2 separate regions of the Macaca mulatta genome follow, and region 2 is linked to region 1. A link is a contact called in public Hi-C data. All regions are on one chromosome and are shown on one strand. The core of a region is the stretch at or near the end of the contact, and the rest is flanking DNA. Distances in the headings are between cores, read along the strand shown. Region 1 holds the start of LOC701437 (glycine N-acyltransferase-like protein 1). Region 2 holds the start of ZFP91 (ZFP91 zinc finger protein, atypical E3 ubiquitin ligase).

Region 1 (4,323 bases), core at 1,205-3,704:
GCCAGGGCTTCAAGGCTGGCTCCTAAGCGGTTGCTGGAGGGTTAGAGACCCCACTCCAGCTCTCTGTGAAATCAGGCAGCTTGGTAGCAAGAGTGAGTGAGGTGAGCCCACTATGAACCCATGGGAGGAGAGAAAAAGAGCATCCCATCTAAGCTTTTACATACCCCATTGCAGGCTCCAGAATTTGATGCCCAGTCCCTTATCTCTAACCCATCCCCAGAAGCCAATTCTCCTTAGCCCTTCCTGCCACTTCTGCCATTGTACCTCCAGATGGTTCTCTTCTCTTCTATCAAACTCCTACTCATCTCTCATTCATCAAGTCCAAATACAAATCTTTCTCTGTGATATGCTCTCAAGTTAGAGGCCATGGTGCCTTCCTCTGTATTCCCAGAACATGTTGTTTGCAACTCTAAATACAGACATCAGCCTACTGTTAGAGTTCAGGAGCATCTTTTAGGGGTTCCTGGAGAAATCACTTTCCATAAATGCTGGCCTTATTCCCTAACTTCACCAGACCTGACCTTAGTGCTTGATCCATTCCCACCTCTCCTGACCATGTAAGAGACCTTTCCTTATTTATGGGTTTGAGAAATACAAAATGTCCCAACCACCCGTTACTTGGCCAGAAGTATTCTTGTCACATTTATAATAACATCCAGCCAACAAGATGCTTTGTGCCAAGGGAATATTCCTTTTCAGGGCAAACACTCTGTCCCCAGGAATGTGAGACAACTTCCACAGCCCCATATAAGTACTAGCTGGAAGTGAGGCTTCCTTGGTGGCTCAACAGATTCCCTGAGCATCCCTACTCTGTCACTCATGTCAAACTGCAGTGGGATTGCATCAAATCTCTCAGAGCACAGCTGCAAAGAGAAAAGCAAAGCTGGAGCTCTACTCTCTGAACCCATAGCTCTAGGCAGTTACTTTCTCCATGAGGGTCTATTTTATATACAAGGAAGAAATGGAAGATTGCTACCAAAAATGACATTATGTTACTTATTCCAATCGTGTGGTTCAGTTGCTACTCCAGTGATGAGCGAATAAAGAGGAATTAGAAGCATGGCTACTCCTAGGCTCAAGGGGCAGGGAAGCTCTGGAATTGGGTTTGCGGCAGTGCTGCCTGGAGCGCCATTACAAAGGGACAAGAGTGGTTCACTGGGAGGTAAAATACAGGGCACTTAAGAGACAAGGGGTCTGGGAAACAAGGCAGACTTTTGCATTTATCATTTGCTGTAAATCTCTCCATGAACTTTCTTCTCCCTTTTAATTTTCTCTGTACTTTAATTACGTTTCTTGTTGGGGACAGGCCCCCAAACTGGCCATAAACAAAATCTCTGCAGCACTGTGACATGTTCGTGATGGCCATGACACCCATGCTGAAGGTTTAGGGTTTACTGGAATGAGGGCAAGGAACACCGGGTCCACCCAGGGCGGAAAACTGCTTAAAGGCATTCCTAAGCCACAAGCAAGAGCATAAGCCATCGGTGCCTTAAGGACATGTTCCTGCTGCAGATAACTAGCCAGAGCCCATCCCTTTGTTTTGGCCCATTCCTTTGTTTCCCATAAGGAATACTTTTAGTTAATCTATAATCTATAGAGACAATGCTTATCACTGGCTTGCTGTCCTTAAATATGTGGGTAAATCTCTGTTCGAGGCTCTCAGCTCTGAAGGCTGTGGGACCCTTGATTTCCCACCCTACACGCTATATTTCTCTGTGTGTGTCTTTAATTCCTCTAGCGCTGCTGGGTTAGGGTCTCCACGTCCGAGCTGTTCTCGGCAATTTCTCAGGCCTGGCATAGTGGCTCACATCTGTAATCCCAGCACTTTGGGAGGCTGAGGCGGGCAGAGCACCTGAAGTCAGGATTTCGACCCTAGCCCCATCCCTACTAACAATACAAAAATTAGCCAGGCGTAGTGGCAGGCACCTGTAATACTAGCTGCTCAGGAGATTGAGGCATGAGAATCACTTGAACCCAGGAGGTGGAGGTTGCAGGGAACAGAGATCATCCTCCTGCGCTCCAGTCTGGGTAATAGAGCAAGACTCTGTCTCAAAAAAAAAAAAAAAAAAAAAAAAAAAAAATTCTCAGTTAATGGCCAACATTGTTACTATCATAAGCCCCAGCTTCCCCGTCTTTCTCCCTCCATGTGTCTTTTATTTTGATCTATGTTCTTCTCTACCAGATTCAGCCTCTGGCCCCTTCTTAAGGCTCCCCAGCCATTCACCCTCATGTGTTGAATGCCCACTTCCCTCCTTATTTTTTAGTTGGCGTGGATTAGCATCTCCAAGTCAACATGTCAAAAGTAGTATTACTGATACACGCGCACACACACACCCCAGTCCTGGCATACACAGCGTCTCCTTCCTCAGTCTTCCCCATATCAGTTAATGGAGATTTCATCTTTCTAGTTGCTCAAGTCAAAAGCCTAGGAATCATCACTGAGCCCTCTTTTTCTCTTATTTATAGAATATCCATAAGCAAATTCCATGTGCTGGCCTTTCAAAATATATGTGGAATCCAGCCATTTCTAACACCTCCACCATTACCACCTGAGGCGGGGCTCTGAAATCTTTGCAATCCTGGGACAGACTCTTAGCCGCCTTCTCCCTTCCACATCTACTCTTGTCCTCCCAGAGTTTGTCCCCCGCACAGCTGCCAGAGTGATTTTTAAAAATATTTCAGGGTATAACTTATCCCTTGCTTCAAATCCTCCATTTAAAATAAATTTCACATTTAAACCAAAATCTGGACTTCTTCATATGGCCAACCAGGTGCTTTATGCTAATGGAATGTGCAGATGCTTCTCCCTAAGGAGCGCCTTTTTCCAGGGCAAATTATCTCCAGTGACGTCAGGTAATTTCGACAACATCATTCTGTACCACCTCTTGCTTTTCATAGCTTTTTTCCTCCAGATTCTGCAATGAAAAGAAAATCAAGTCTCCTTGTGCAATGATTTATTCTCTGATATATATTGGTGCCAGTCACGTGTACTGCTTTCAGATGATTCAAGAATAACAGCGATTTGAGAAACCTGTGGTTAAGTTTTCTCTTCTCTTTTTCTGTATAAAATTATTTTTACCATTATACTTCCAAAGTGTTCTCTTTCCAAACACCACAAGGCCCGTGTAATTTAAGCAGTGATTTTAGGGGTCTCTGGATATTTTACATTAAGTTCAGAAACATGCTCATGATTATTCCACCCAAACTATCAACTTTTACATAAATATCTGTCGTTCTATAAGTTATAAAATAATTGTCACCATCCCCCCCTTAATCAACCATCTTCTCCCCTTCTCTGACCAACTTTTCAAACACCCACTACTGAAGGCATCTCCTATTCAGGTTCTTAGTAAGATGTTCTGTTCTTCAACAGTAAGATGTTTTCTCAAGCCCCATGCAAAGCATTTCTTTGATCCTCACTTTGGGGATGCCCAACTCTGGCATCTTCATCTGAAGGGTAAACTTCCGCACTCAGCAAAGCGCGTCGTGGGAAGCCGCCTAAGCAGTGCTGGCCGCTTTCTTGTCCAGGTTGGCGTTGTCTGTGTTCGCGAGGCCCTCCGCGAAGTTGGATCATTTGTGGAGCAGGCCGACTCCCTCTAGAGCTCCCGCTGACGGGGGTGCAGCCGGCTCTGGGACTGGCAGTCGGGCTGGAGGCTGGGCTTCTGCGTCCTCAGGGTGGAGCTGTGTCTGCTGCTGCTGCCGCCGGATGCCGCCTGGATGCTCGTCCCGCCACCGCCGCTCACCCTACAGTGGCAGAATGGCAGCAAGTGCCACACACCAAAGCACCCGGGCGGGCTATTTGCCCTGCGGCTCCCGCCAGCGCGCTACTCCTGCGCAATCAAAAGGCGGGCAAAGCGCGAAACCGCCAGGCGCCTCCCACCCCCACAGCGGTGCAGTAGTTCCTCCTTGGCCTCCACTCGGAGACAGGGGACGCTGACGACCCGAAAGCAGCAGGGCAGTGATTGCTTAGTTTATCCTGGGACGCGGGAGCAGGCCATGGACTAAGTGGTGCGTGTGGGCGGGGGGGAGCGGGGGGGCGGGGGGGGTCGCCGGGAATCGCTAGGACCCGGATGGACCATCCGGACAAATAGGGAGGGTGGGCGGGTGGTGCGCAGACTCCACACGGCCTTCCGACCCACCTGAGCAAGGCGCAGGTGTGCGCTCTTACCCCGTAGCATCCCTGCAATCACTGTCTCCAGAGATGTTAATTGGCTTTCAAAGTGGATGAGAGATGAGTCATTTTCATCAAATGAGAGAAAACAGCCTCCAGAGACTCTTTGTCTATTGGCCAGCGAGAAGGTCAATTCCCAGGATCCTCCCGCT
Region 2 (4,323 bases), core at 598-3,097, 170 kb before region 1:
CCAATGGTGAAATAGGTTCATGGAATAGCAACTTGCTATAATTAATTGGTAGCTTTGCTACTTACTATAATAGAAGACTTCAAAGTCTGCGATCTTTCCTCTACAACACAGTAGTCTTTTTAATTTTTTAAGAGACAAGCTCTCTGTCACCCAGGCTGGTGTGCAATAGTACTAGCATAGCTCAGTGTAACCTCCAACTGGAACTCCTGGACTCAGGCGATCTGCCCTTCTCAGTTTCGGGAGTAGCTAGGACCAGAGGTGCATGCCATCACGCCACTAAGTTGGCTTAAAAACTTTATTTTTATTTATTTTTGTTTTTTATTTTTTGTGTAGAGGGTGGTCTCCCTATGTTGCCCAGGCTGGTCTGGAAGTTGTGGGCTCAAGGGATCCTCCCACTTTGGCATCCAAAAGCGCTGGGATTCCGGGGGTGGACTACCACATCCAGCCCACAGTGGCTTTTTTTTTTTTTTTAAAGGAACAATTCATTCTTCATTCCACTGTCTGTACATTTTTTTTTGAAAGATTTCTCCTCTGTATTACTTTGAGCATCCATTGGATGTCAGCACTGTTCCTTCCAAAAGTCTGCTCACTGCAAACTCAATCTGAAAAAATTTCCATTGACACTATGCCAATCGATTGTTACAACTGAAAATGACATTAGCCCTATGAAAATGTAAAATACTCAGTAGAGAACATAAAACATTTGTCTAATATGAAGTGGTATCTGAGTCAAAGTACTGGAAGGAAAAATGTACTTCAGCACTTGTCTACAGTTTAACTGAATGATTAATGTGAAATTTAAAATTGAATCCCCAGATCTTGTTTCCAGCTTCTTTCTTCTGGGGCTTTTAGCCCTGGATGCTTTGTTTTCCAGGGGTAAAGGGTGTTCTTGCAAATCGTTCCTTGATTGTTATGGATGAAAGGAAAAAAGAAATGCGAGAGGCCCACGGCATCACCAACTGCAACGGAAACTCCCTTTGATGAATCAGGAAGACAAATTAACGTCACACGCTAGTGTGCAGAAAAGTAACTTCTGATAAAGCTGCTATTGTATAAACCGCAGAAGCACATGGCTTCCGGCCGCAGAGCTTAAGACACCCTTCAGCTTCTCAGTGTAGGTCACCAGAATCTGGTCACGCTAACAACCCTTTCGCCTTCCTCCAGGTTGGGCACCGCAGCCAAGTTAAGCTACCGACGAAGGCTTCTTGGTGTCCCAACAAGGTCTAGTAGAAAACAACTTTATAATTCATTTCACAGATTTTATTAACAGCCAACTGAGTAGTGGGCCTTGTACTAGCGTTCCGAGGGCCAGATGACCCCACGGAACCACATTCATTCCCTGACCTCTAGGAGCTCACAGGTGAGTGACTCACACAGGGGAAGACGAGATCAATAATGTAGACATGAACGCTGGCTAGCCAGTTCCAGAGGAGGTGTCATCTGACCAAACCAAGGTAAGTCGGGGCAATTACGCAGACACCCCGAGAAAGGTACGCCAACGCCCAGATAAAAAGTAACAAAAATAGGAAAAACCCTCCCATCAGACCAGCAATTGGCTCAACGTTTGAGCCCGGATGTACGGCACGCGTTTCCCGACCTAACCCGGAAACACTGCCTCCCGAAAAAAAAGTAAAAGCTAGGCTGCGGAAAGTAAACTACCTTTCCCGTCGTGAATCAGTCAGAACCTCCCAGCATCCCCTCTGTCTCTGGTTTCCCATCTATTTTTTTCTAAAGCCTAGGCGAAATAAGACTTCATCTCCCAGAATGCCCTTGGTTAAGTTAACGGTGCACATGCGCCAGGAGGCGGGCCCTCGTTGACCCACAACCCCGCCTCCGTTTTGCCGCCGCCATTTTTTCAGAGACTTTCATCCGGCAACCGACGGGGCTTTTTTTCTTAAAGGAGAAGCGACAGCTCAAAATACTACCCCCTTCTCCGCGCAAGATCTGGCGGCGCTGGGGACAGAAAGGCCAAAGACAGGAAAGTGGGGTAGGGTGGAGGAGGAAGAACGCCCAGGCTACCTCTGCGGCCTAAAGAAGAATAGAAAGAGCCCTTGCGGCATCAGTGGCTCCTTAGGGAGGCAGGTGCGCGCGCAGCCAGTCTAGGGTGCGCGTGAGGCGGGGAAAGAGGTGCGATTTCTTTTCACCCGCCTCCCTCGCGAGACCTGCCCCTTCGTACTGCCCCTAGCGCGCATTGAACTCTGGAGGGGGGGAAAAGGTCACTTTGGGATTGTCGCGAGACAGCCGTTTAACGGTGAGAACGGGTGCGCGGGGAAGGAAACCTCGCGCGCTCCCTTTTAGTCGTTTCCTGATTGGCTGAAGGAAGGGGTGGGGGAGGGAACCTGGAACGTCGCTGCGTGTAAGACCGCGAGGGGCGGGGTGAGGAAGACTGTCCTCCTCTCCGATTGGCCCGCTGAGCGTCTGTGGCGGGCGCGCGCGCGCCGCCAGCGGTAGCAAACCTTGAGTGGCAGGGGGTGGGGGGGGCGCCCTCGGAGCCGGGCGGAGGGGAGGGGGGAAAGAGGAGCGCAGGGTGAGAGTGAGCCGCAGGCTTCTGGAGGCGAGGGGGCGGGGGGAGCAGCGCCGAGGCCGCCGCCTCCGCCTCCGCCGCCTGGGACTAGGGGGTGGGGGACGGACAAGCCCCGATGCCGGGGGAGACGGAAGAGCCGAGACCCCCGGAGCAGCAGGACCAGGAAGGGGGAGAGGCGGCCAAGGCGGCTCCGGAGGAGCCCCAACAACGGCCCCCTGAGGCGGCCGCGGCGGCGCCTGCAGGGACCACTAGCAGCCGCGTGCTGAGGGGAGGTCGGGATCGTGGCCGGGCCGCTGCGGCCGCCGCCGCCGCCGCCGCTGCAGCTGTGTCCCGCCGGAGGAAGGCCGAGTATCCCCGCCGGCGGAGGAGCAGCCCCAGCGCCAGGCCTCCCGACGTCCCCGGGCAGCAGCCCCAGGCCGCGAAGTCCCCGTCTCCAGTTCAGGGCAAGAAGAGTCCGCGACTCCTGTGAGTAACAGTCTTTCAAGCGGTGGGAAAGACCCCCCTCTGTCCGTACGCAACCCTCTCGGCTCCCGTAGCGCCTGCTCCACGTGACATCCTGCTTGCTCTGCCCCCTGCCGGCTCCGCACGCCAGATGTCACACCGTTTCCCCGGGAGCCTCCCTGCCTCCTGTCTGCGCCACCCTCCCTTCTCTCTCGTACCCTCGCCTGTCGGGCTACTTTCCCACTCCCTGAAATCATCTTTTGACACACCCCTGCACTAGCTAGTGATCCACCTCCTCCCTGCCACCCGCAGGCTCATCCCTCTCTCTGGCATCCGCACCCCCTTTGTCAACCTATCCCTTTCCTTTAGGCGACTCTCCAGTATTACATCACGTGCCCTTTAGGGAATCCACAGCCCGATTATAGCCTTCATAAATGTGTTCGCCCCCCTCTTCGCGTTAGCTCAAGAGCCAGCTGTGCTAGTATGTTTATGTAGCTTTTTTTTTTTTTTTTTCACTTTTCTGAATTTTCACACCACTTCTCATTCTTTTGAGAAATCTGCCAGTTACTATGGTCAGGGTAAAAACCCACTGCTACGATTTTTAATATGGAGTCTTTCATATAAAATTATATGAGCATTCTTTAATGTTTGTTTTTACTAAGTAGGATATGTTTTATTTTTGTGTTTTATATTTTTAAATGTAGGAACTTCATCCTTAAAATTAGAATCATCTGAGAGGAATTACCTAGAAGTAGTAGAGGAAACATGAACAGGTGGCCAGGAGCATTGTTTTAAATTGTTCGTCAAAATAATACTCATGTGTTAACACTGAAGCACACAAGTTTGTAAATTCTAGAAATTAATCACATTAGTCAATTCATGACTGAAAACATCGTTAGTGACCTTTGACTTTTGAATGAAAACAAATTAGTAAAAACAGAGAAAATTGAAGTGAGGGGGAGTCAGTTTTAAGTGTTCCCTTTCCTCCAGTAGAGATAGTGGCAAGGTTTGACTTACAGCAGACCTAATAGATTTAAAACTTGAAACAGACTTTGTCCAAAATTAAGTTTAGCCTGTGTCTTGGCATGCTTGCCTTAGAAGCCTCTCAGAGGAATAAAATTCAGAGATAATCATATTGTGGTATTAGATATGCTTTCAAATTTTTGAATGTCAGCTAAGTTAACATAATTTAGAGAATTTATTGTAAGAACTGCAGTTCTGTCGACAGCAAAAATCTGTACTTACAGATTCAGCTGCAATTAGAATTCTAATTGCTGTAGATGCATTTCATATAAAAATTTTATAGTTCTATATTGTTTAATGTCATACATTTGAAAAGATACATGTATATCATTGAC

Evidence for each region. A called contact is a pair of places that touch in the nucleus more often than the background predicts.
Region 2: a contact with region 1 is called in a Hi-C map of fetal cortical plate, with 2.1 times the contacts expected there. The contact joins the promoter of ZFP91 here to the promoter of LOC701437 in region 1. A contact is called at or near these places in 4 of 14 Hi-C or Micro-C datasets (CD4 T cells, fetal cortex germinal zone, fetal cortical plate and 1 more).

The regions. Positions count from the first base shown.
Region 1 is chr14:14,775,850-14,780,172 of T2T-MMU8v2.0, reverse strand. It overlaps LOC701437 (glycine N-acyltransferase-like protein 1), which reads left to right and starts at 2,454. Exons shown (of 7, transcript XM_028833404.2): 1 at 2,454-4,323. The coding sequence starts at 4,232.
Region 2 is chr14:14,949,329-14,953,651 of T2T-MMU8v2.0, reverse strand. ZFP91 (ZFP91 zinc finger protein, atypical E3 ubiquitin ligase) reads left to right here and starts at 1,847. Exons shown (of 11, transcript XM_015114143.3): 1 at 1,847-2,989. The coding sequence starts at 2,640.